7 separate regions of the Mus musculus genome follow, and regions 1, 2, 3, 4, 5 and 6 are each linked to region 7. The links are chromatin contacts, called in public Hi-C, HiChIP or PLAC-seq and promoter capture Hi-C maps. All regions are on one chromosome and are shown on one strand. Each heading gives the region's core, a stretch centred on a gene start, on an enhancer-like site or on the middle of the called end of the contact. The rest is flanking DNA. Distances are from core to core; before and after follow the strand shown.

Region 1 (2,998 bases), core at 399-2,898, 2.0 Mb before region 7:
TGAAATACAGCTATTGCTACTCTATAAAGATGGCGTGTTATAGTTCTAGGTTATTGATAATTAGAATTCGAAGACTAGAAATTGAAGCGGGGTGGGGGGAAACTATGGAAGTGTTTTGAGTTACAGTGTCTGTGGTTGAATAGTACACGCAGAAATGAAGGTTATGGCGGCTCTCATTTCTTCTAGCCAGGCCTTTACATAGCATAACCTTTGTCTGAGAAACCCAGGGCGTTTCTTTCTTTTTTCTTTTTCTTTTTCTTTTTTTTGCATTCGACTTGGTTTCTCAACAGGGCACATGCACCTCTCCACCTTAAGAGTACAACCACTGAGCTCTGCCTCGAAGGCTCTGTCCTCAGAAGCTGGGAAGTTACCTTCTGGGGATGCTCAGGATCAATGGTTTGTTTACCAGGCTGGCCTCACTCAGCCAAGGAATCTTGTCAAACTTTGGAACAAAAGCCTACAGAGAGAGAAATGGAAAGAGATCAGGTTGCAGAGTTTATCACACTTCCGAAGACTAAATCTTAAAGGGAGTCACAGGGCCAGAGAGATGCCTTGGTGGCTAACAGCACTCCTTCCTCTTGGAGAAAAGCCAGGTTTAGTTGACAGCACCCACAAGCCAGCTCATGACTGCCTGTAACTATAGCGGCAGGGGACCTAGCACCTTCTTCTGACCTCCACAGACACCTGGAGTCAGGAGCACATATGTAGACATAATTAAAAACAAAATATTAAAAAAAAGTTAAAATACTTGACCAGTGCTGGTATTACAATAAGCAAAGTAAGCTAACAGCAACCACACAGCAATCAATACATTGCAAACTATTTTAACACGAGAGTCCTCCAACCATTCCATAAGGTGGCCAAGAACAAATAAGCGCCTTCTTTCTTTTACAGACAAAGAATTCAAAGCCCAGATAGTGTGAATATGAATAAATGGGTTCATGCTTTCTGCCTCTGTGTCCACACTATTTAACAGTCTCTATATTTTAAATTCTTCGAGCTTCCATCTATTTATAAATCCTGTGACACTTCCAAGACCCCAGTTGAAAATCAGCAATCTCTCGTCCCAAAGGCTCTCCACCCTCATCTCTTTTAGGTGGCAAAGTCTAGGAAAGGATCCAGCTTTGGAGCCATCCACATTTGGATATTTCTGATCTACTTGCAATTACTAACCAGCTGCCTGACTTTGGTCAAAAACAAACTAATGATCGCATCGTCTCTGTGCAAGTCAACGCACAGGATGCTATGTGAGATCTGGGATCTCCCCGACTCCCCCCCCCTTTTTTTTTTTTTTTTTTTTTTTTTTTTTTTTTTTTGGTGAATACCAGAAGCCTGGTTTGGCACCTATAGGAGGAGGGTTTGGATGCATGGAAAGTCCCTTGGCTGAGAGCCTGTCAACACATGTCATGGTAACCTTGCAGTTACCAGTCTTCCACCAGCCCCGCGACTCTTCCTGCCTTCTCCTGCCTTCCACACCCTGTGAAGTAATTCCCACTGAGGGATTTGCTTCCCAGGCTTAGCATTCCACTAGGAGCAGATTGCCAGGAGAGGAGCAATCAGTAGAGGGCAGCAGTGACCTCGCGGTGTGGAGTCTCGGGGCGGGACGCTTTGGCCGCCGAGTGCTGCGGATCCGGAAGTGCTCCTCCACAGTAGTCCCCTTCCAAGCCGGCGTCCCGGATGTAGAAGTAGCTAGGCGGCCGCTCTTCTCGGTCGTGCACCCCCCTAAAGAGCTTGGTGCAGGTGGGTTCCGGCGTCCTTCGCTGTGAGCGCTTCCGGCTGATCCAAGGCTGGGGCGGGGGTCGGCAGCGGCGGGCGGGGCAGGCCGGTTGGGTGAGTGGTAGCCCAAGACCCTTCGCCGCCCGGTGACGGGGACCTTTCAAATCCCGAGGTCCCAGTGCGTGAGGGCCGACTCCAGGGTGTACGGCTTTTAAAGCAAAGGTCTATCCTAGCCTCCACGAAAAATACAGACGGTCCGGCAGGAAGTTCTTTCTCGAATTTGCTGAATGACCTCTGTGTTTACGACTGGGATGATTGTTTTCTTGATCCTGCGCTAGAGTTTTGCTGTTTCAGTTAATTAGGATGATATAGCACTTTAAAGGATAGTAAGTTCAGCTAATGAACAAAAAAGATTTGAGTTCTTGGTTTGGGCTAAAACTATAGAGAGATCATGCCCTTTTGTACGGTGCAGGTTATTGTCATTCGACCGATAACTTATTCAGATACCTTTGGGGACCTAGTAACGGCTATGGATGGATTCTGTCCCTATAAATTTGCGTAAGTTGCAAATATAATCATGCAAAAATAGTATAAACCTTAGAGTGTATGAATGCCCAAGTTAAGACTGGCTTAGAGAAGGACGACCAGAAGCAGAGACTTTGACACTAGACTTTTGTAGGAGGTCTGGCTCCACGCTGTTAGCCTGGGACCTAAATACTCTACTGTTTTGAAACTCAGATGTCTTATTAGGTAAACTCATAACTGGTATTAACTTGTAAGGCTGTGACAGTTAAAGAAGGTGCATAAGACATTTAACATTCTGAGTTAGATGCAGATATCAATTATTAAGACTACACTTTAAAATGTGAAGGCTTAATGCCGCATTATGTCACCAGACACAATTTATCTAGGCTTTCAGTAAGCCAAGTTGTTTTTTATTGTATCTGATGCCAGCTTCCATATATTTACAGTTCTCTCTTCTAGGAATTTAGCTGTGTTGTCCTGACCCTCAGGACAAACTCATCTAATGCAGGCTCAGCTTGTACTGAAGGCTTTGTAAACAAGGAAAGTTCTGTAGGGTATCAGCATGGCATTTCCAGAGAGTTCTTAATCTACAGATTTATCAAGAACCAGAACCCCATGGACGTCCCTGAGGGAGATTGAGCCAACCTGGATTTGAGGAAAGAATGAGATAATGTGTGCTCAACGTGTAACAGACACCCCAGAAGTCAAGTGGCAGAAGGTTTTATATGAGCGGCAGCCGTTCCCTGATAACTATGTT
Region 2 (3,088 bases), core at 551-3,050, 1.7 Mb after region 7:
CCTTCAAATCAGCCCAGACTGGCCTCCAACTCATGTCAATCCCCCTGTCCCAACCACTCAAGTGCTGGGATTTCAGGTGTAAGCCATCATACCTGGCTTCTAAAAAAAAAAGAAGAAGAAGAATGGTTTCTTTTATAGCAGAGCAGGTGACATTTCATTCATAACACAGTCCCTGCTTCTGCAGCTTTTAACACCCTGAATTTAAGATCACTCTGACCGCCCTGTCCCCAACGGCAATGTCTGACATCACACAATTCAGCCCACAATCAGTCTGATAAAGTGGAGTTTGGGTCTGTTCTGTGTTCCTTTGCTTAAACACAAATACAGCCGGCACCAATAGAAAAAAAAATGGCAAAAACAAACAAACAAACAAACAAACAAAAACCCACGCCTTTTCTGTTTCCTTAGGAGAAACAGGAAAACAAAAACAAAAACAAAACAGATCCCATCTGATACATAAAAAAAAAAAAAAAAAAAAAGAATCTTGTCCATTTTCACCTCCAAGCTATTAACTAGGAGCTTAAATGAAAGCTGGAAATCCAACAGAATCTCACCTATACTCCTGGTTCGAGAGACTACTACATTAAGAACTTTTGCACGAAAGAAAGTACTGAGTAATGGATTTTGAACAAATTACATTTTACACAACAAAAGAATGAGTGGGAGGAACCCCCTCCGTGTTTTCTTAGGAGTTCGACCTCTCGGTAACCACTACTTAGCTGAATTCTGAGACAGAAACAAGTACTTTACTTTGAACAACACACAAAAAAAGTCCTGGGGCAGACACTACTTCAGACGCCCCATAAAACAACTCGTCCAAGACGTCATATAAACCGAGCCGGAGCCTTTATCAAAAACTTAAGCCTGGTTTATTTGGTAAGGGCCTGAGAGGGGGGCTTTTAAAATCAAAGTAAAAGCATGCTTTGTAAATGTTCGTCTTGTCAAACTATCTTGCCCATGTTTACCATTAATACGAATTCGACCGAATTCTTTCAAGCCTTTGCATTCTAGGCTAGAAGTAACGTAAATTTCGCCTCTGTGATTTACAGACCCCAGAGATGAAATAAATGAGAGTCTGAGTTTTCAATCATAGAGCCTTAAGAATTGATCTGAGCGCATTCGAAATAGATCTTACCAGGTAAAGGAAAAACACTGGTTTAAACAAGGAAATAAACCAACAAAGGCCCACAGGTGAAAAATCCTGCAATCTTCCGCCATCTCCCAAAGGTGGAGAACATCAATTCCAGAGTCGGACTCCCGGGAGGTCCTGGGCAACTCAGAATCGCCAGGAGGCGACCGCAGGGGACTGGGCGTGAGTGGGCTCCTGGGACTGTCCCCAGGGAGCTGCAAGGTAGGGAGCTCCCTCACCCCTCCCCGCCCCACCCCCCTCGCCCTCTACGCAAAGGGATCCAAAGAAAGAGGTTCCTCGGCTCCCGGCCGCGCTCCCCGGGCGGCGTGCCCAGGCCCCAGAGCTCGCAGGCCGCGCCCCCTCCCCTCCGAGGCGCCCCGAGCGCGCGCACGGCCGCGGAGCCCCCGCCCGACCCCGGCTCGGCATCACTCACACAGCCCGAGCATCGCGGCTAGCACCGACCACAGCCAGCGCCGGCGGGCCGGGGCCGCAATCAGTGCCACGGCTCCGACGGCCTCTGCCATCCTGCTCCCGCCGCTCCGTTCCGCCCGGCTTCCCGCTGCGGTCGGCTGGCTTGCCTTAGACCACACAGCTCTGTCCGGATCGCGGCTGCGAGCGCGAGGACACCTCCACGCCACCGCTCCCCGCTCCCGGCCCCAGTGGCCAACCGCCAGCCTTCTGCCCAGCTCCAGCCCCTGTGCCCGCCCCACTGCTCGCTCATTGGTCCTCCTGGCAACCTGGGAAAGAAGCCATTGGACAACTCGACTCCCTGTCAGCCCCCTCGGGCAAGGCCCCGCCCTCCGGGCCCCGCCCTTGGTGTGATCTGTGCAGCATGCCCGCGTACTGTGCCTCTGCAGCCGCATTACTTTGAGCCTGCCTGCGTGGCTGGTCGTGGGGCTGCCCTCCGGCCCACCGCCGCCAGAGGCTGCCCTCCTCTCTGAGGGGCCAGTCCCACAGTTCTCTTAATGTCCCTCCCCGCGGTCTCTTCCAAGTCCGGATATCATTTCCGACTAGGATCTGCTTGGTTACTCCTGGCCTCACTCACCTAAAGAAAAGCAATTAATTTAGGGACCGGGTGGGGGAGGGGAGGAGTGAAGTGAAGAGAGAGGTGAGGAAAGACTTCCATTCAGTGGTCGAGATAGAAAAAGACCCACCATCTCTTTGACCTTTGCCGAGTATCTGTCTTTGCCTGAACTGGATCATTTGCGTTGCAACATGAGAAGTCTCCATCTTGCCCTAACCTCTGAGCAGGCCCTTTTTTGGCTTTTCAGAGGACAGGAAAGGAATAGGAATTGGAACTCTTTCCCGCCACCTAGATAACCAGTGACTGCACTTACTGTTTGTTTAGCATATCAACGTCCCTCGGCCTATAGATGAAAAGTTAGGACGGAGGCGGTGCCTTACTTCAATTCTGAAAAGTGCCGGCTGCTACTAGTTACCCAGCAAACCCTAAAGAGAGGGAGGATTCTGAGAATGGTCTTCAAAGGGGGAAAAAGGAGGGACCAGACACAAAACAGATTAGAGTGAACGAAGAACGGGAAAATCCAAGTGAGAGTTTGGAGGAGGAAAACAAGTTTTAGGAACAAGACTATAATAGGCGGAGCGTAGTCCAGTAGACCAAAACGCGGCCTCTCCTTTCAGGATTTTGTCAAAAGCCAGTCTTAACAGTGTCCTTCCGATGTTTCCAGTGGCCTAGCCCCTTAACCTTGCAGTAGAGCAAGTTCCTAATTACTAGGCAATTGGAGAAAACCAAGAATGCATATCGCAGCTATTTTGCCTTCCGGTTAGCAGGTCCTGCCCATCGGTGGCACTTTACTTTCAAGGAGCACACATTGGAGTTTTAATAACCAAGAGTTTAGCAGGAAAGTAGAAAGGGCAAGCTGTGGAGGAGTCTGAGAAAGAAGGACTGTCTCAAGTTTGAGGCCAGCCAGCCTAGGCTGCATCAGGAGTTCTAAGGCA
Region 3 (3,368 bases), core at 788-3,287, 1.3 Mb before region 7:
TAAACCAGGAGTCATTTTGACATCTCAGGCTCAGGTTTACTTTAGAAATCCTGAATAACAATAACAGCTTAGGAGGCAGGGGAGCCTCCATTGTGCCAGGACTTGCCAGGCAAGAGTGGCCACTTTAGTTTGATGGCCAGTACCAATATTGAAAGCCAGGCACATACCAGTAATCCCAGCTTTGGGGGGGCAGAGACTGCAGGATACCTGGTACTTGTTGGCTGGCCAATCTAACCAAATCAGTGATCCCCAAGCTCAGCGAGACAATCCGTCTCAAAAAAACAAAGTGGAGAATGAAAGAAGACAACGCCTGACATAAGCCTCTAGCTCACACACACACACACACACACACGCCTATACACATGAGTGTGCACCCACCCAGGTGAACGCAGATGCACACATACCCCACCCACACAAGAATGGATTTAGAGCAAGAGGCACTTGCTCAGTCTTCAGGCGAATCTGCTATGGGAACATCAGAGAAATTTATCACACAGATATCACAAATGCTATTATTAGTATCTGAGAACCAAGTTGCTCAAATGCAAATGTTGCTCTAAGGAACCCATGAGGGGGCAGTGAGGTGGCTGAGAGGGGGAGGTGCTTAGTGAGCAGGCCTTACAGACTGAGGTCAGTCCCTAAAGCCCATGCCAGGAGGAGAGAACTGGACCCCAAAAGTTGTCCTCTGACCACAACACGGCATGCATGGCCCATGTGTGCTCATATACCCCCCATATGAGCACACACCAGTAAGTAAACATTTATAAAGATGTTCATGAGGCTTCCACGCACACACTGGCTTATGTGAACTTCTGACAAGCCTTGGTACTTGGTACTTGGTTCTCCTGCTTGGTTTTGGTTTTTTTCATTTATCTTATTTTTTTATTTGGAGGAAGGTGTGTGTGTGTGTGTGTCTCTCTGTGTGTGTGTCTGTGTGTGTGTGTGTGTGTTGTTGTTGTTGTTGTTGTTGACAGTTTCTTTTTTTAGGAGAAGTCTCATTATACTGCCCAGTTGTTCTTGAACTCTTTTTGAGACTTAACAATTCCCTTACATTGCATTCAAAGTAGTGGGCTCTCTTTGAAAAGGGAGTACTATTAGCTTACAGCCCGTGAATTTGAATTAGTAAGTAAACTAAATCTCCATTTTCACAACCTTCTCACTCAGTTATTTCATCTCCTCATGGATAGCTACCTAAACCTAAAGTTATGATAACAATACCTGTATTTTCATCCCTATGTTACAGTTGATACAGGTTTCATGAAATACTGTGTATACTCAAAAGTACTTTAAAATTAAGCCTTATGTTGAATAGCTTATGTAGCATACACTTCTGGCATTTAAATATTTTCATATTGCTAACTAAATAACGTGTTTCTTTGAGTCCTTACGTTTTATACGTTTGGAGTTATCTTTCAGAGGTGGGCACACAGGTTTCACCCGTAGGGTTTGGGGGGCACACTCATCCTAAAGCCTGGTCCAGAGCATTGGCACAGGTTCCTGAGACAAGAGCTGTGGTTAGGGAGCTTTTCTGAGGATGTTCACAGGTTTATTCTAAATCTAGGGCAACATCATGTTCTCATCCCCTCTGTAGGAACCAGGAGCCTGGAGGCATTGGGCTCTCCTTTGGACTCTTCTTCGTCTCTGCTACAGGACGTGTCTACTCAGGCATGTCTGTCTCCCTAGTTCCTTATGCTGGTCCAGTGAAACACAAAATAGACTTATATCCCTGTTCAAACTAGCACACAACCAGCTTCTCCTGTCAGACAAGGTGCGCATATGTTCACAAGCACACACAAACAGACTAGAAACTTAGGGGTTATTATTGGGATGTGGGGTACATGCACGGGGACTTCTAAAAAGAAAATAAATTCAAAATAGCCTCCGGCACTTTGTTTTTAAAGACTCTTGCTGGCAGTGTGAGTGTAATCCTCCTATCCCCCCATGGCTGGTCCAACCCAGCTTCATGTGATCACCTCTCCCTCCCTCCACACAGGGCTGGGTCCCCAGGATATATAAATGTCTTTGGACTTCAGGCTTGAGCCAGCAGGGCCACCCATCCAGACACCTTGCAGGAGAACTTTCCAGAAGAAACCTCACCCAGCCTCCACACTGCTGTCCTTCTCTGCACGCTGCTGCAGCTGTGGTCCCAAGATGCCAGCTCTCCATCTGCTGTTTCTGGCCTGCTTGGTGTGGGGAATGGGGGCCAGGACAGCACAGTTCCGAAAGGCCAATGATCGGAGTGGCCGATGCCAATACACCTTCACTGTGGCCAGCCCCAATGAATCTAGCTGCCCAAGGGAGGACCAGGCCATGTCAGCCATCCAAGACCTTCAGAGAGACAGCAGCATCCAGCATGCAGACCTAGAGTCCACCAAGGCCCGGGTCAGATCCCTGGAGAGTCTCCTCCACCAGATGACCTTGGGCCGAGTTACTGGGACCCAGGAGGCCCAAGAGGGGCTGCAGGGCCAGTTGGGTGCCCTGAGGAGAGAACGGGACCAGCTGGAGACCCAAACCAGGGATCTGGAGGCAGCCTATAACAATCTCCTTCGAGATAAGTCGGCTTTAGAGGAAGAGAAGAGGCAGCTGGAACAAGAGAATGAAGATTTGGCCAGGAGGCTAGAAAGCAGCAGCGAGGAGGTAACAAGGCTGCGGAGGGGCCAGTGTCCTTCCACCCAGTACCCCTCTCAGGACATGCTGCCAGGCTCCAGGGAAGGTAAGAGTGCAGGGTGGAGTGGCCACCTGACCCAGAAGGTAGCAAGTTTGCTGGTGACCCATTACAGGACCCCCAGGCTTCTCCTTCTGTTTTGTCTTTTCTCTCAGAAACTGCAAATCCAGCATGCAGTAGTTTCATTAAGGAGAGCAAAGCAAACACTTTTGCATGCTTCTAGAAAGTTGGCTCCTTGTTTAGGTCAGTGGATCTGAGCTCTTGTGCCCAGTCATGACAAAATGATCATGGCCCACAGCCAAATGACAAACATGGGGCCAGGTGGCAGATACATATGATGAATAATCAATAGAAAATGGCTTGCTGTGCCCTTGGATAATTTATTCTTTTTCAACCTTTGCTTAGAATTTGCGATTCCTACCAAAATGACCCCCTATTTATGAGATGCCAAATGATTTGTGCAATGAAAACTGGTTGTCTATTATTATTATTATTATTATTATTATTATTATTATTATTATTACTACTGCTGCTGCTGCTGTTATTAATGTATTTGGTTTTTTGAGACAGGGTTTCTCTGTGTTGTCCTGACTGTCCTGAAACTCCCTCTATAGACTAGACTGGCCTTGAACTCAAAGATCTGCCTGCCCCTTCCCCCTGAAGCACCAGGATTAAAGGTAGGCACCACCAAGGCTGGTGGTTT
Region 4 (3,321 bases), core at 360-2,859, 1.4 Mb before region 7:
CATGCTGATAATGGACTAAACCTCAGAACTGTAAGCTAGCCTCAGTGAAATGATTTCTTTTATAAAGGTTGCTGTGGTTACAGTGTCTCTTCACAGCAATAGAACACTAAATAAGACAGATACTCACGCTGACCATAGAAATCACATTTCCTAAGTTTTCACAAATGCTAGTGATAGTCAAAGGGTCTCTCCCACATTACTAAAGAAGAGTGGGGGCATATGTTCCTGGCCCAAAAGCAATCAAAATAAGTAGCCAAATTAAGGCATTATGACTAAATACAAAGAAAAATAACAGATTACTCATAAGAATAATAAGGCATGTATGAATGACATGTCCATTGTAGCTCTACTATCGTATTTCCTTATGCTGTTAACAGACAAGGACATTAACTAGCTAAGGAAACAAGGCAAGGAAGTTCGGCATAGTAAGCAAATATACGGATAAAATCATCAACTGAAGGGGCTGGAGAGACGGCTCAGTGAGAAAAGGCACTTATCCTTCTTGTTAACGACCCAGGTTCAATTCCTAGCACCCACATGGCAGCTTGCAACAGCCTGTAACTCCAGTCCCAGGGGATTTGAAGTCCTCATCTGATCTTTAAGAGCATCAGGCATACACATAGTAGTGTATGCACATATATGCATGCAGCCAAAAACACCCATACACATAATAAATCTTTTAAAAACATTAAATAAATAGAAACAAACAAACAAAAGACCACCTCTGGGCTGTCTAGTGACTCCGTGATAATCTCACTACCATGCCCTGCCAGAGACACAGACTAAGATACCTTCTATCTGGGCAGGCCATTTCAGTCCAAGTCAGCCAAGTTGTGAGGAGAAAACTCTCAACCAGTGAGCCCAACAGCAACCCTAACTAAAGATCGGGTGAAAGAGGGCTTTCTCCTGGAATTTTCCTCCTCCGGTTTGTTTTCTTGTCCCTGAGCATCTTTTCTTATTTTTGTGTCTATCAAATAACTGGCAATATATTTCCCCACAGTTTAAAAACTCTTAACAAAGGACTAATAACCATTAAGCTTAAAAGACTTGGAGGAGGATAAATTAAAAAAAAAAAGAAAAGAAATACACATTTCTACAGTTTTGGACTAAGTCTATCAACGCCAGACTTCTTTAAATAAATATGTCAAGCAGAGACTGTAAAGGAGATGAATTATTGGCAGAATGGCAATGTAAGGGTGGTTTCCCGCCTGAATCCCTATGTTTGGATCCTGCCATTTAGGCTACAAGCAAAAGGAATGAAACTGAGTAACCCTCAGCAATTTTGTAAATGGTATCAGACAGATATTTTATCACATGCGGCCCCTTTTACTCAGGTCCCTCAGACAGCCCGCAAAGTAGCATCTTCTACGGGACCTACATCCTAGTCACCCTTTCAGCTCCAGTTGAAAGACTTCTCAGCGTTCCCTACTCATCCCATGTACAACCCACGTGCTCCTCCATCGGATCTGAACGTCACAACCCCGGGGGATTCTCCCGGGTTCAAGAAAGACGGAAGCGATCGACCCGCTCAGGGTCTCCATTGCCTGAACATGTCCCCTCCGCCAGAAGACAAGACCCGGAGCGCCGAGACGCTCGATCTCCGTTGCCTGAGCCTGCCCCCTTGCGCCCTCTCCAGGACTCGGAGTACCGAGCGGCTCGATCTCCCTCGCCTGAGCCCGCCCCCTCTGCCCAGCGCCAGGCGGCGGAGCGCCGAGTCGCTCGATGAGCGGGGGCGCTGCAGCAGAGCGGAGCGGTGGCGGCTCTGCGCCTTCGGCCTTCCCCCTCCCACCCTTCTTCCTCCGCTTCCCGCTCCCTCCCCCGCCTGCCCTGCGCTGCCAGCAGGGACTGCTGCCGGGAGCCCATCGGAGACCGCAGGTATCCCGCCCCGGCGCGCCTGAGCAGGCAGGAAGCCAGGCGACGCCCCTGCCTACCGCCCCCAACGTCCGCTGGGGCTGGGAACCGGCCTGCGCGAGGGTCGGGTCGCGAGTGGGGAAGGCCGGGGGCCCGGGGTGTCCTGAGGAAGGGGCGCGAGGACTGGGGAGGGGCTGGGGCGGCCGAGGAGCTTTGAGATCGAGTTGCCCTCCAGGGGGAGAGCTGTTCCCGAGGGGGCACCTGTACGGGGAGTCGGGGGCCAGAGTTCCGAGCAGATGTCGGGGTGCGTGGCCTGGGGTGGCGGCGGCGAAGGGAGCCGAGGAATTGGCCAGAGAGGCTCGCCTGAGGTCCTTCCTCGGGGGTTCGGAGAAAGCGCGCATCCCCGCTGTGCTTAGAATGACCCGGGGGTGGAGGTGAATCCTTACACGTAACAGGTTTTGCGAGTAAGATTTCCAGTCACGATTTGCGTGGAACTGTTACCAGCCGAGACTGCAGATGAGAAATGAGGAAGAACTGGCGAGGGGGATGGAGGCTGAGCAAAGGAAAGCCGTGCCCAGCCAGATTCGAGCTTTTTTAGCGAAATGAAATAGAGCTTGTTTTGTCGAGGTAAAAAGCCAGTGTAGATTAAACAACAGGTTAGAAGTGCGTTACATGTAAAGCCACGGAATAGAGAACGTACTACAGAAGATGCATACGAGAGATTTGAGCAAGCGGGGAAGTACACGTAAGAGTCGTGCGATGTTGACACTTCAGTGAACCGTGTGGTGTTCCATCCACGACGTGGAAAGACATCACGATGACTCTTACTACGTAGACACGTTAACGACAAGAATATTTTTGGTAGGAGGAACTGTAGGCAGAATGGAGTCAACTCTGATTTCTGAGTACAGTTTATTTACGCTACTTATTTTTAATCTGTAAATATCATTAGTTGCGGGTAGTTCCAGGGTAGCTCGTTTATCTATCTGCTGATTTGCTGGTGGTTTGTTTATTTGTCTAGCCTGAGTTTGCTTCCTTCCTCAAACTGATAGCTTGGATTTTAGAACTTGAATAAGAGGTTTACTCCTCATTACGTTTTAGTGTCATACCGTGTAAAGACATTTTGTGAATTTGCTTGATCCCTCTCTCCTGTTGGCTAAGATCAGCTTTTGCTGTTAGCTAAGATCAATATCTGTTATCAGCCAGTTGTTTCTTTTGGGCTGTCAAGGATATAAATATATCGTCCAGATACAGTTTAAATCTCATTTTCTCCAGTTCTTGCCTTATCAACTTTTTCCCGGTGCATTCTGTAATATTTCTGCATGAAATTTATTCTGAGATTAAGATGTAAGGAATAAAATGGGCCAGATGATTCTAACGGAAGTAATGTGGAATAAAGACCCCCAGGGCTGTGACTCATGCATGGATGGATAGCAGCTATGTTATAAGTGAAGTTGTTAGTTTAAAAAC
Region 5 (3,254 bases), core at 148-2,647, 1.3 Mb before region 7:
TGTGTGTATGTATGTGTATACATCCTTCTCAACTCCCCTTCCCATACCCTAAATAAACCCGTAATATGGCTGGTACCTCAGAGGGAAGGGATGTCTCAGCATGGGCCCACCAAGGCACCCCTCCCACCTCACCATACCATGTTCTACAAAACATACCCTGCTCTTTTTATAAAATACAACATTTGGTGCCATGACTCAGATTTAGAAACTTGCAGGTTCACATTTCCCAAGACTCAGATTTATGAACTCAGCACAGGTTCGTATTTCCCCCTGCCACGTGGACTTTCCAGCCATTGGATCGCTAGAACTCTCCATCCAAAAGCCGGCGAACTAATATGTTTCCTATATCCACAGTCTTGTTTTAGGACCTCTACACTTGAGTGAGCTCAGTCAGTCTCCTCGAGATGGTTTCAAAGACAGTTTCTCTCTCTGTTTCTCTCTCACACTGCTGGAATATCCTAGGCCCAGGTAAACCGAAATTCTCTCTTGGACTCTGGCCCCACAGCTTAGGTGCTGGTCCACAGCTCATCTACTATTTCGTGAAGACCTTGTAAATCTCGCCTGGCTGCTCGTTATTAGCTATGACTTATGCTTGGGATGCAGAAAGTGATGATAGTAATAGCCTCTACTCTCACCTTCTTCTGTACCCCCAGGCACCCCGCTGGGATGCCTCTGTCACTCAAAGTGAATGCCTTCACCCTACTACTGAGATGCCTTCCAGTTTTAAAGGCTTCCTAATTCACAGGCTAAATTTGGCCCCAATAGATAATTACTCTAAATGGCCACTTATCGAATCTTTAAAAACAAAATAAAACAAAAGACAAGAAACTTTCAGACCTAAGCTGGAAAGATTTCTATGTAGGCTTTTCCCCTCACCTTTGCTCCCAACCCCCTTTTTCCTTCCCTCCCCACCCTGCTTGCTCCCTACCCTTTGACTTTTAACTGCACTCTCCAGACCTTGTTTTGGACTTAATTTGCTCTGTCACTGAATTCTCGGGCTCCTGCAGTCCCCCTCCCACCCCACCCCCCTGTTTGCTTCAGCAGGCAGTCTTAAAGTTTTACTTCTTGGGAAAATTTTATCTCTAATCTCTGATTTCCTTCCATTCTGATCCTTACCAGTTCTAAGATAGGTATGCCAGGAGAAGGGGTCACGCAACAGAGGCTGACTGTGGTGAGACCTACTGTCCACCAGACAAAATGTGTCCATTTGTTTCTGCTGATATATAGCAACCTTCTGCTGATCCATTCTAAGGTATAACACCTGACTTTCCTCCACAGGAGGTGCTGTCACTTCAGTGCCATCTTAGCTAAGGGTGGTCACATGGCTGTCTATAGCTTCAGCACCATCTTGGTTAAAGGCAAGCTCGTGACTATCTGCCATCTTTGTTATGGGCAGATAAGGTTTTTTTCATAAGCTATCACTTCAGTGCCATCTTAGCTAAGGGCAGTCACATGGCTGACTGTAGCTTCTTTACCATCTTGGTTAAAGGCAGTCTCATGACTATCCACCATCTTTGTTATGGGCAGCTCCCACCTCACTGCCTTCTTTCTATCAAACAATCTGACTTAAGGTCTCCAAAGACACTTTTAAGATAAGGTTTTCATATAATTTCTATCCTGGCTTGGTAAATAATTTTAATATTAATTTAAAGATTTAAAACAATAAAAATGTTAAAGATCACTATCTTAAAGATATTTTTAGCCTTATTTTTACTATCATTAGGTTATAATATACCCTCTTTATTTGCTAGATACAATCTAGGACAAGTAATTAAAAACAAGCACAGATTGTTTAACTCAGATATGCTTAAATTTAAGCTTATTATGACAGACAGAGACTCCCAAATGCTCACAGTTTTGCTCCTAACGTCTCTAAGAATATATGGGCACAGCAACAAGACACTGAAAGAACCTAGTGGGGAAACCCCCACTCTGTTCCCGATTCAGCATGCACCCAAGAATCACGAACAGAACAGAACGCCTTGATGTAAAAACACGAGGTAGTTTAATAGCAGAGCTCCAGGTCAAAACGTATCTCACACAGGAGACAGTGGATTCGACCACGAGGCTTGGAAGCTAGGGGTTTTTATAGAAAAGGGTCTGGGGATGGGGGAGGAATTGGCACGGTTTCACATGATTGGTCCATTTAAACATCAGCAGACTGTACATGCAGATAACATTTAACTTAGGTCAGAAGGGCGGGAGATAGGGAGGCGCCGGGCCAGTCGGACTTGTCATTCTCTTTATCTTTATGGCCAAGCAGCCTCAGGAATGTCTTAACTATGGGCCTTCCCGGGGATGTCCTAGCCTGTTCTGCTATGTTCTCAGCCCCAGGTTTCAAAGCTCACAAACAACTCTTTGGGCTATTTGACATAAATTACATGAATCACAGGTCTCAAGTTTTATATTCTTTCAACACTACCTGGATTGTGGTATGATAACCACAGAGAAACACCACTGCATTGCCTTGCCTGCTGCCAGGGCTTGGCCTAAATTGTGGACAGAGGATACCCAGAGAGTTAAATGTCCCATATTGCCTATGACAAGGTGAGTCATTTCTCCCATATTCTTACTCCACAGGAAAAAGCTTTTCATTTTCTGGGCCTGACAGCTAGGCTGACTCTATCCAAGTTGTGATGGAGAGAACAGGGACTGTTTAGATAGTGGACTATAAACTAACTTCTGTAATTTTAATTAATATATGACATCTAGATTATAATTTATTCTTCACAGATTTCTGTTTATATTGACAGCTAAGCTAACTATAGCTTGACGGCTAGAGAAGATACCTCTAGCTCCTTATCCCAAGGTAATACATCACCTTATTAGCTCAATAGTCAATTTATTAACTAGCTAAGACTGCCAGATCTCTTATAAAAAAGACAGACAGGTTTGCCTTACTCACAGGCTTCACGATAAAGGATACACAAATTCAGATGTAACCTTTCACAGATGTAACTGTCTGCTACTTCCTTATCTAAACTCACTTTCCAGTGACTAAATGCTTCAGACTTTCTCCTCTTATTGTACCACTGTCCTAATAGTAACCAAAATAGTTCTTATAAATTAGCCTAGCTTTAATAAAACATTCCACTATATGATCCACGTTTTATAATCACAAGTTCAAATTTTAAGTTTCCATTAGTTATCTTTTAACCACAGACTTAAGGTGTTCTCCTGCTAAACTATGTGATCAATTATCATATTTACAAGTTCATCAGATTTTCAAGTTTCCTGTTTTTTATTGTATACAT
Region 6 (3,348 bases), core at 835-3,334, 1.3 Mb after region 7:
GTTAAGAACAATGAAATGGCCCGGCGAGTGGTACACGCCTTTAATCCCAGCACTTGGGAGGCAGAGGCAGGCAGATTTCTGAGTTCAAGGCCAGCCTGGTCTACAGAGTGAGTTCTAGGACAGCCAGGGCTATACAGAGAAACCCTGTCTCAAAAAACAACGACAAAAAAACAAAAAAAAAAAAACAAAAAAAACAAAAAAAAAAAAACAATGAAATGGCATTTTCACCATAAGTTTAGGTAAAATTTATTCTTAACCTTTAAGGGATAGAAAACATTAAATGACTAAGAGATTAAGTACAATGATAGATTGAGATCCACAAGATGAGTCTGTAAAATACAGGTTTTAACTACTTTCCTGAATTAGAGCAAATATGAAATAATAAAGGTAGCTCCAGGGCTTTTAACAGGTTTTGTGAAATTTAGTAGTCATGCACAATAGTGCAGCTACATGAAAAGCAGCTCCGTTATGGTAGGCTGCTTCAAATGCTCTGTCTTTCAGCTCTATCACTGGTAGTATCTATTTGCTAAAGGCAAAACATAACATTAGAAATGAGGTGTTTGGGCCTTGTTTAAGATTTAGAGGATCCAGCCCCCTCTCCCACGACACCCCCTAACCAGGCCCACATGCAATGCAGCAAAACACTCATACAACAAAAACAATTCTATTAGAAACATATTCTGAATTAATAACATTTGAAACAACTTATGTTTCAAAAAGGATTCTTTTACATATGTAAATTTTAAACAACAACAACAACAACAAAAGGTCCTGAAGAGCCTCCCTTTTTCTTTCTTTCCATCAACTGCCTACCAAACTTAAGCACTGAATCTCAGCTTCTGTCATCTCTTTCCTGCTTACTGGCCTCCTCTCCAGCATTCCAGCCCTCCATCTTCTACAACACCTCCAAGAAACCTTCCAGACACAACCACGATGCATGTAGATATTGAGTAAAACTACACCTGATGACTACTATATAAAATTCAAACTTCTTAGCAAGACAGAGAACTCTCCAATGACGAGGGAGGCAACACTCTGCCAGGGCGCCCCCCCCCCAAACTTTGTCAGGATACAGTTATAGGCATCCCCAAACACCTCAGATCTCAGTCTGAGTGCTGGCTTTACCCGGCCATCCAGTCTCCAGACTTGATCAAGATTCTGCCCAGGTGCACTGACCCTCGCGCGAACACACTAACGCGCACACACACCTGTATACATCTTCATCCTAACCAACCACACAATAATATAACGGTCTCTCGTGAAACTATGAATTCCTTGGGCCTTTCTCTTTCATCTGTCCTATCTCAAGTGCTTATCACAGCACCTGATTTGCTAAAAGAAGGAAAGAAAAAAAAAAAAAAACCTGAAATCTTCATCCTAAACAGTCACACAGTAACGTCACACGGTCTCACGTCCTCTGAAGTCTGTGGTACTCAATGGTTCATGTTCAGAACCTCAAGAGCACACCACAGAACCAAAGAAGCTCAAAACTAAACATAAATACCATTTCCGTCATTGCCCGCAAGGGAACAGGTCATCGCGCCCAGAAAGGTTGCGCAGGCTTAGGTAGGAAAAAAAGGAGCGGCGAGGTTTAGGTGAAGTCCACCAAAACAGCCGCGCTCAGTTCAACCCTGAGAAGCTACAGTTCCAGCAAGCAGAGGTCGCCGCGAGCAGGGAACAGGACCATTTACTGAAGTTGTCAATCAACGGTCGGTCAGAGGGACCGAGCCTGCGGCCCCAAGTACCGCGTGAGGCTGCACCGAGACCGTCAGACCCCCAGCCCGGACACCAACCGGACCTGGCCCGGCTCGGCTCGGCTCGGCTCGGCTCGGCCCGGCCCCGCCCCACAGCCTCACTTTTCCACATCCGCAGACTTCATGATGTGGGTCTTGGACGCCGTCAGCTTCCAAGGCCCGAAGGAGAAGTCCTGGTGGCTGCTCTGAAAGCCGTGGATCATCATGGCAGAAGCGGAGCCGCAGGGTTACTCGGAGCAAGCGCCTGCGGCAGCGGTCGCACGATGGCCCTCTCTGCAGCGCGGCTCCTGGGCGCGTCCGTTACCATCTCGGCCCCGCCCCCTGCCGCCGCGCCGTAGGCCCGCCCTTCCGCCGTCTCTTCCGCCCCTCCTGGTTTTACTTCCGGGACCACTAGCTCAGGGTGACACACGTCTTACGTGGAGACGCTGAGGGGCGGGACTTGAGCGCGGGGGTGTCGCTCTGGCGCGCCGCCCTGAAGTCTCCGGGTGACGTCACCCCAGAGTGAATGTGGGAATTTGTCTTTCTGGATCCAGAGCCCCGTGCTTCACTGCCTTACCTCCTCCTTACAGACCGCTCCAAGCAGTGTCATCACCTCTTGTGCTTATGAGTCGTGGTGAAGAGGACATGCCCAATGTCCCTATCGCTCAGGAAGCCCAGCACCAACAGCGACTTTGGAGCCAATGACAAATAGTAGCTCCTCCACCTTGAATCCCAGTGGAAGAGCCCCACTTTCTTACCGTGCAAACCGCCGACGCCCTGTGTTTGATTCTTTGTACCACGAAAGAAACGTCAAATTATCCTTATGATATTTTAAGACTTTTCTACCCGCACACAGGTGTAGTGGAAACGACGCTGAAAGCCCGGTGCTCCGTCCATGCTTGCAGTGCAACTGTGTGTATCTTTGGGTAAAACACAACTGATTCTTTTCGGCCCCAGCTGCCTCAAAATGAGATGGTTTAATGTTTGAGCATCTCAAAACTGTTCACCATCTCAATTCCAACACCCCCTCTCTTATTCACTCAGTGTTTGTTTCATCGACGCTGGAACCGCTAAGCAGCGTTGTTGCATGATTTCTGCTTCAATTCCTACCTTGTCTACCAGAAGGTGTTAAGCCAAGTAAACCTTTTCCTCCTCAGGTATTTTCTGTTTGTGTGTCTGTCCCAGGAACCCATCATCAATTTCCCCTGCCCAAGGTGTCTGGATTAATTCATTCCGTTGGCATCCTATCCTTGGTTCCTACATAGTTACTCTATTTCCATTGCCTACGGAAAGTAGGGCGTCTCAGCTTCCGCAGAGGATAAAGATGTTCATCCCGAATAGTGGAGGATTGTCTACCATCACTGACCTCCAGAGGTTGGCCCCTGACGCACTTCCCAAGGAGGCTGGGGTCCTTTCACTGACGTTACATTGTAAACCTCACATCATCTAGATCTGCTAGAAGACCTAATAAGGAGGTAAATGAGCAAATTACATGCAACGAAATCCATCCTCTTTTCTTTCTGAAAGAGTTCCATACAGCCAGCCTAGGCTAGCCTTCAATTCACTATTGTAGCTAAGGAGGACCTTGAATTCCTGATTGTTCTGCTTCTTCCCA
Region 7 (3,246 bases), core at 489-2,988:
GACCTAGACTACTCAACACATCTATTATTTTCTCTTCACTTAAACTCTGAGGTGATTGGTGTACACTTGGAGGCTAAGAAGCATTTCACGCTTGGATTGGCATTGGGAGGATTTAAATCAGAAACCCATACTTAGAGACAGATACTACAGATAATGCCCTTCCCATATCTAATGCAGATTAATGGTGTTTTTAAGGATGTTAAAAAGTGAATTTTCATTGCCAAAATGAGTAACTTCAAAATAGGTCAAATAGGCTGAAAGGCATAAGAATCTAGTGAGCCCAAAATCTTCACAAAGGCTCATATGCAAATAATCTGTAATCTTGTGGGGAGGGGCATTAGGAGATGGCTCAGTCAGTAAGGTGCTTGGAACCTCAGTCTGATCATTAGAATCCAAGTTCTTATGCCTGGAAGCCCAGCACTGGGGAAGCAAAGGCAGGTGGATTCTGGGGCTCCCTGGACAGAGAGCCTGGCTTAATCAGTGAACTGCAAGCCAGGGGCAGAGCTTACTTATCTCCAGCCCGTGTCCATGTGCCACCTGAGCAATATCACCTGTCACCCAACTCCAGGCGGGGTAACTGAATCTGTGTGTGCCTGTACAATACTGGTCCTTTTTCCTACAGAATCAAATGTCCGCTGGACAGAATGACTGACATACCCTATTGAGGGTAAGATGTGTAAGTTAACCCGTGGCCTCAAAAATATCTGGAATCTTAATGCAGAGATGTAAGAGATGGTTTATTTAGAAACCTGAGTGACACCAGGATAAATGAAGTGAGTAGATGGTAGAAGTATTGAGTGTGTCCCTTCCAATCATGTCTTACACATGCAGCAGGGAACTGTCTTCTAGTGTTAATTTTAGAGGAGTAGGTGACCATCGTGTTTGAGAAAACAGGCTACATGCTACCCAGGATCCCATCCACAGCTGGACTAGGATTAGTGATCAAAGAATGGATGAGAATGCGAGCAAGCACCCAGAGCGAACGATACAGCATAGATGTGAGTCAGGAATGCATCATCCTCCCAGTGGATTTCTTGCCCTGGTTGAAGTGGCTCAATTCTACTCCTCCAGGAAAAGAAAGGCACAAAATAAATTGATCAAGACAATCCTGGTCTCATTCTGACTTGCCTTACAGGACGTGGTAGCTGATGTTACTTTATCTACATTCTTTACCAGGAAGGCAGAGGCTGGCTGCGACCTCCCACACGCAAATGGGTTGATCATTTAGTCTTCGGTTATTGTAACGAAGGTGAACTTTCGAAGAGAACAAGAAGTCAGCGGATATTGGAGCTGGTAATTCTATCACAGGTGTAGTCTTCTCTTCCTCCGTTCCTTTCCCACACACCCCCCCCCCATCCTTATTTCCCCTCTCCTCCCTTCCCCTTTTCTCCTCTTCACTTTCTTCCCTCCTGTCCGGTCCTCTCCGGTCTTGCGTGACATTCCTTCTAATTGTACTATTTCGCTGAATTATGATTCCAGGTTTTCCATCTGAAACCTTAAGCCTTAATTAAGTCTCAAGCGTTAATCGCCATGATTTCTGACTTCACTAAATACATACATACATACATACATACATACATACATACATACATACATACATACATACATACATATCTTCTCTGACAGCAGGCCAATCCTGGTGGCCAGGATGCTGAGGGGGCAGTCACAACCGGAAAAGTTCTGGCTCAGCCCCAAACTCCTCTCCTCCTCCTCCCCGCCCCCTTACTTGTCTGAAGCCAGAGGTGGCCATTTTGGATTCGGGCGGAAATGAACTCAAAAGCGGCTGGTTAAAAACCCAAACATGAAAACCGGGATGCCCCTGCAGTCGGGCTGAAGACACACGCAGAGAGGCTTCCCTGCCGCCAGAGCCGGCTGCCGGGAACAGGCGTGCGGCGCAGGCTCCCCTGGCGCCCACACCTACCCGGGCCCGCGCCCTCGCAGCACCTGTGCGGCCGCTCTAGCTCGGTTCCGGGTTCGCGCCTCGGTGGTGGCGTCGGAGGAACTGAAGGCCCGGCTGTTGAGCCGCTTCCGGGCCCTCGGAGAGCCGCCGGAGCCGGGTCCTCGGGGGTGTCTGTGGGTGGAGGAGCCGGGGTCTGAGCGTCGGAGCCAGCCGCGGGCCAAGAGGGAGCGGAGCCGCCAGCCTCCTCCCGCCGCCCGCAGGTAACCGGGAGCCGTGCGGCCTGGACGGCGGGGCGGGAAGCGAGCCGGGGCGGCCGGTTGAGCGCTGCCCCGGGGAGTTCGGGGTGCCCCTGTGCCTGGCGTCTCGGGTGAGCCCCGCCGGCCGAGGCCGGTGGAGGGCCGAGAGACCGGGCCTGGAGTCCAGCGGGAAGGCCGCGCGGTGCAGGGTCCCCGACGAGCGTCCACACTCAGCCCCCGGGCTTCACGTGTAGAAAAGACAACAACATCTCCCAAGGTCGCTTTTGCTGAGTTCTGGGATCGCTGCTGCTGCTGGGTTGGGGGACATGTGTGTGCTCTGAGCTGATGTCACACCTCGGAGTACTTTTAGTCCACAGAGACTACATGTTTTGCTTGTCAGCTAGCACAATGCGGTTGAGTTCCTGACAGGGAACATACGTGGCCGAGACAGGGCCGCTGGTAAGATTTGTCACCCAGTATCTAAGTGCCAACGAGTACATATCCTTAGGACTCTCGGGCAAGTCATAACCTTTGGCTCTTTGAAGCGAAGGGAACTAGAACCGAAGAGAGTCTCTACTGTCGGGAGAACTAAGGGACATACTTCCCCCAGAGCACACGTGGTATGTGGTTGAATACCTAGGCAAGGTGCTGCTCCCAAACCAAATGGAACCCTTCAGAAGCTTCGCCTGAAGCCAAAGAAATGAGAAGGATGGAAGACATAGATAGATTAAAGTGTACAGTCACATCCTAGACTGTCAACTCGACGTTTCATTATAGAAAGTATAAGTGGTATAGTCAGTAAAAATGCCATATTAGAATATCCTTTTCTACCTTCGTGTGACTTTCAAAGCTACCTGGCACTATTTCATAGTCCCCTTCTTACTTCCCAAACCAAGAAAAAATCCGTGGAGTTGGGAGTGTTCCTTATGTCTTGCATTTCCATAAGCTCCTTTCAGCTCCGTCCTGAGGGTTGTAAAACACTGCTGGTGCCAGCGGTCCTGCCTCTTAGATACAGGCGTGGGGAGAACCAGAGTGACCGCCTTGTGTGTTCTCAAATCCAGTCCTCGGCGCCCTTTCCCTGCTGTGTTGGGCGCGGGGCTCTGTACAGGG

The links. Promoter capture Hi-C pulls out the DNA fragments that hold promoters and counts their contacts. Hi-C and Micro-C count contacts between places; a contact is called where the count stands out from the background. HiChIP or PLAC-seq counts read pairs in DNA pulled down with a chosen protein or histone mark. Capture Hi-C pulls out chosen DNA fragments and counts their contacts.
Region 1: a promoter capture Hi-C map of liver shows a contact between it and region 7, with 2.7 times the contacts expected there. The contact joins the promoter of Pigc here to the promoter of Scyl3 in region 7. A contact is called at or near these places in 4 of 39 promoter capture datasets (hippocampal neurons, liver and pre-B cells), 1 of 115 datasets of contacts at active chromatin or transcription factors (astrocytes) and 1 of 9 other capture datasets (liver).
Region 2: a contact with region 7 is called in an HNF4G HiChIP or PLAC-seq map of pancreatic cancer cells. The contact joins the promoter of Mpzl1 here to the promoter of Scyl3 in region 7. A contact is called at or near these places in 2 of 39 promoter capture datasets (cranial neural crest and pre-B cells) and 1 of 115 datasets of contacts at active chromatin or transcription factors (pancreatic cancer cells).
Region 3: a promoter capture Hi-C map of the C10 cell line shows a contact between it and region 7, with 4 times the contacts expected there. The contact joins the promoter of Myoc here to the promoter of Scyl3 in region 7. A contact is called at or near these places in 4 of 39 promoter capture datasets (the C10 cell line, hippocampal neurons and liver).
Region 4: a promoter capture Hi-C map of pre-B cells shows a contact between it and region 7, with 6 times the contacts expected there. The contact joins the promoter of Vamp4 here to the promoter of Scyl3 in region 7. A contact is called at or near these places in 5 of 39 promoter capture datasets (the 3T3-L1 cell line, embryonic stem cells, hippocampal neurons and 2 more), 5 of 484 Hi-C or Micro-C datasets (B cells, double positive thymocytes, embryonic stem cells and 2 more), 3 of 115 datasets of contacts at active chromatin or transcription factors (astrocytes, large pre-B cells and microglia) and 2 of 9 other capture datasets (adipose tissue and liver).
Region 5: a Hi-C map of effector CD8 T cells shows a contact between it and region 7, with 7 times the contacts expected there. The contact joins the enhancer-like site here to the promoter of Scyl3 in region 7. A contact is called at or near these places in 4 of 39 promoter capture datasets (the 3T3-L1 cell line, liver and pre-B cells), 1 of 484 Hi-C or Micro-C datasets (effector CD8 T cells) and 1 of 9 other capture datasets (adipose tissue).
Region 6: a contact with region 7 is called in a promoter capture Hi-C map of adipose tissue, with 2.8 times the contacts expected there. The contact joins the promoter of Tiprl here to the promoter of Scyl3 in region 7. A contact is called at or near these places in 1 of 39 promoter capture datasets (pre-B cells), 3 of 484 Hi-C or Micro-C datasets (CD4 T cells, olfactory sensory neurons and regulatory T cells), 3 of 115 datasets of contacts at active chromatin or transcription factors (embryonic stem cells, memory CD8 T cells and pancreatic cancer cells) and 2 of 9 other capture datasets (adipose tissue and liver).

The regions. Positions count from the first base shown.
Region 1 is chr1:161,967,540-161,970,537 of GRCm38.p6, forward strand. It overlaps Pigc (phosphatidylinositol glycan anchor biosynthesis, class C), which reads left to right and starts at 1,649. Exons shown (of 2, transcript NM_001039045.1): 1 at 1,649-1,740; 2 at 2,701-2,998. The coding sequence starts at 2,912. It overlaps 4930558K02Rik (RIKEN cDNA 4930558K02 gene), which reads right to left. Exons shown (of 7, transcript NM_001204904.1): 2 at 372-457.
Region 2 is chr1:165,632,741-165,635,828 of GRCm38.p6, forward strand. Mpzl1 (myelin protein zero-like 1) reads right to left here and starts at 1,801. Exons shown (of 6, transcript NM_001083897.1): 1 at 1,563-1,801. The coding sequence starts at 1,653.
Region 3 is chr1:162,637,113-162,640,480 of GRCm38.p6, forward strand. It overlaps Myoc (myocilin), which reads left to right and starts at 2,038. Exons shown (of 3, transcript NM_010865.3): 1 at 2,038-2,713. The coding sequence starts at 2,152.
Region 4 is chr1:162,568,906-162,572,226 of GRCm38.p6, forward strand. Vamp4 (vesicle-associated membrane protein 4) reads left to right here and starts at 1,610. Exons shown (of 8, transcript NM_001356527.1): 1 at 1,610-1,875.
Region 5 is chr1:162,614,329-162,617,582 of GRCm38.p6, forward strand. No RefSeq gene overlaps it. Among named protein-coding and RNA genes, the nearest start is that of Myoc, 23 kb to the right of the region's middle. Within about 2 kb of position 1,398, at least 26 of the 459 cell types and tissues checked have an H3K27ac peak or open chromatin away from gene starts, as enhancers often do. A contact at or near this core is called in effector CD8 T cells, where this site is marked.
Region 6 is chr1:165,234,874-165,238,221 of GRCm38.p6, forward strand. It overlaps Tiprl (TIP41, TOR signalling pathway regulator-like (S. cerevisiae)), which reads right to left and starts at 2,085. Exons shown (of 7, transcript NM_145513.4): 1 at 1,857-2,085. The coding sequence starts at 1,960.
Region 7 is chr1:163,928,027-163,931,272 of GRCm38.p6, forward strand. It overlaps Scyl3 (SCY1-like 3 (S. cerevisiae)), which reads left to right and starts at 1,739. Exons shown (of 14, transcript NM_028776.5): 1 at 1,739-2,160.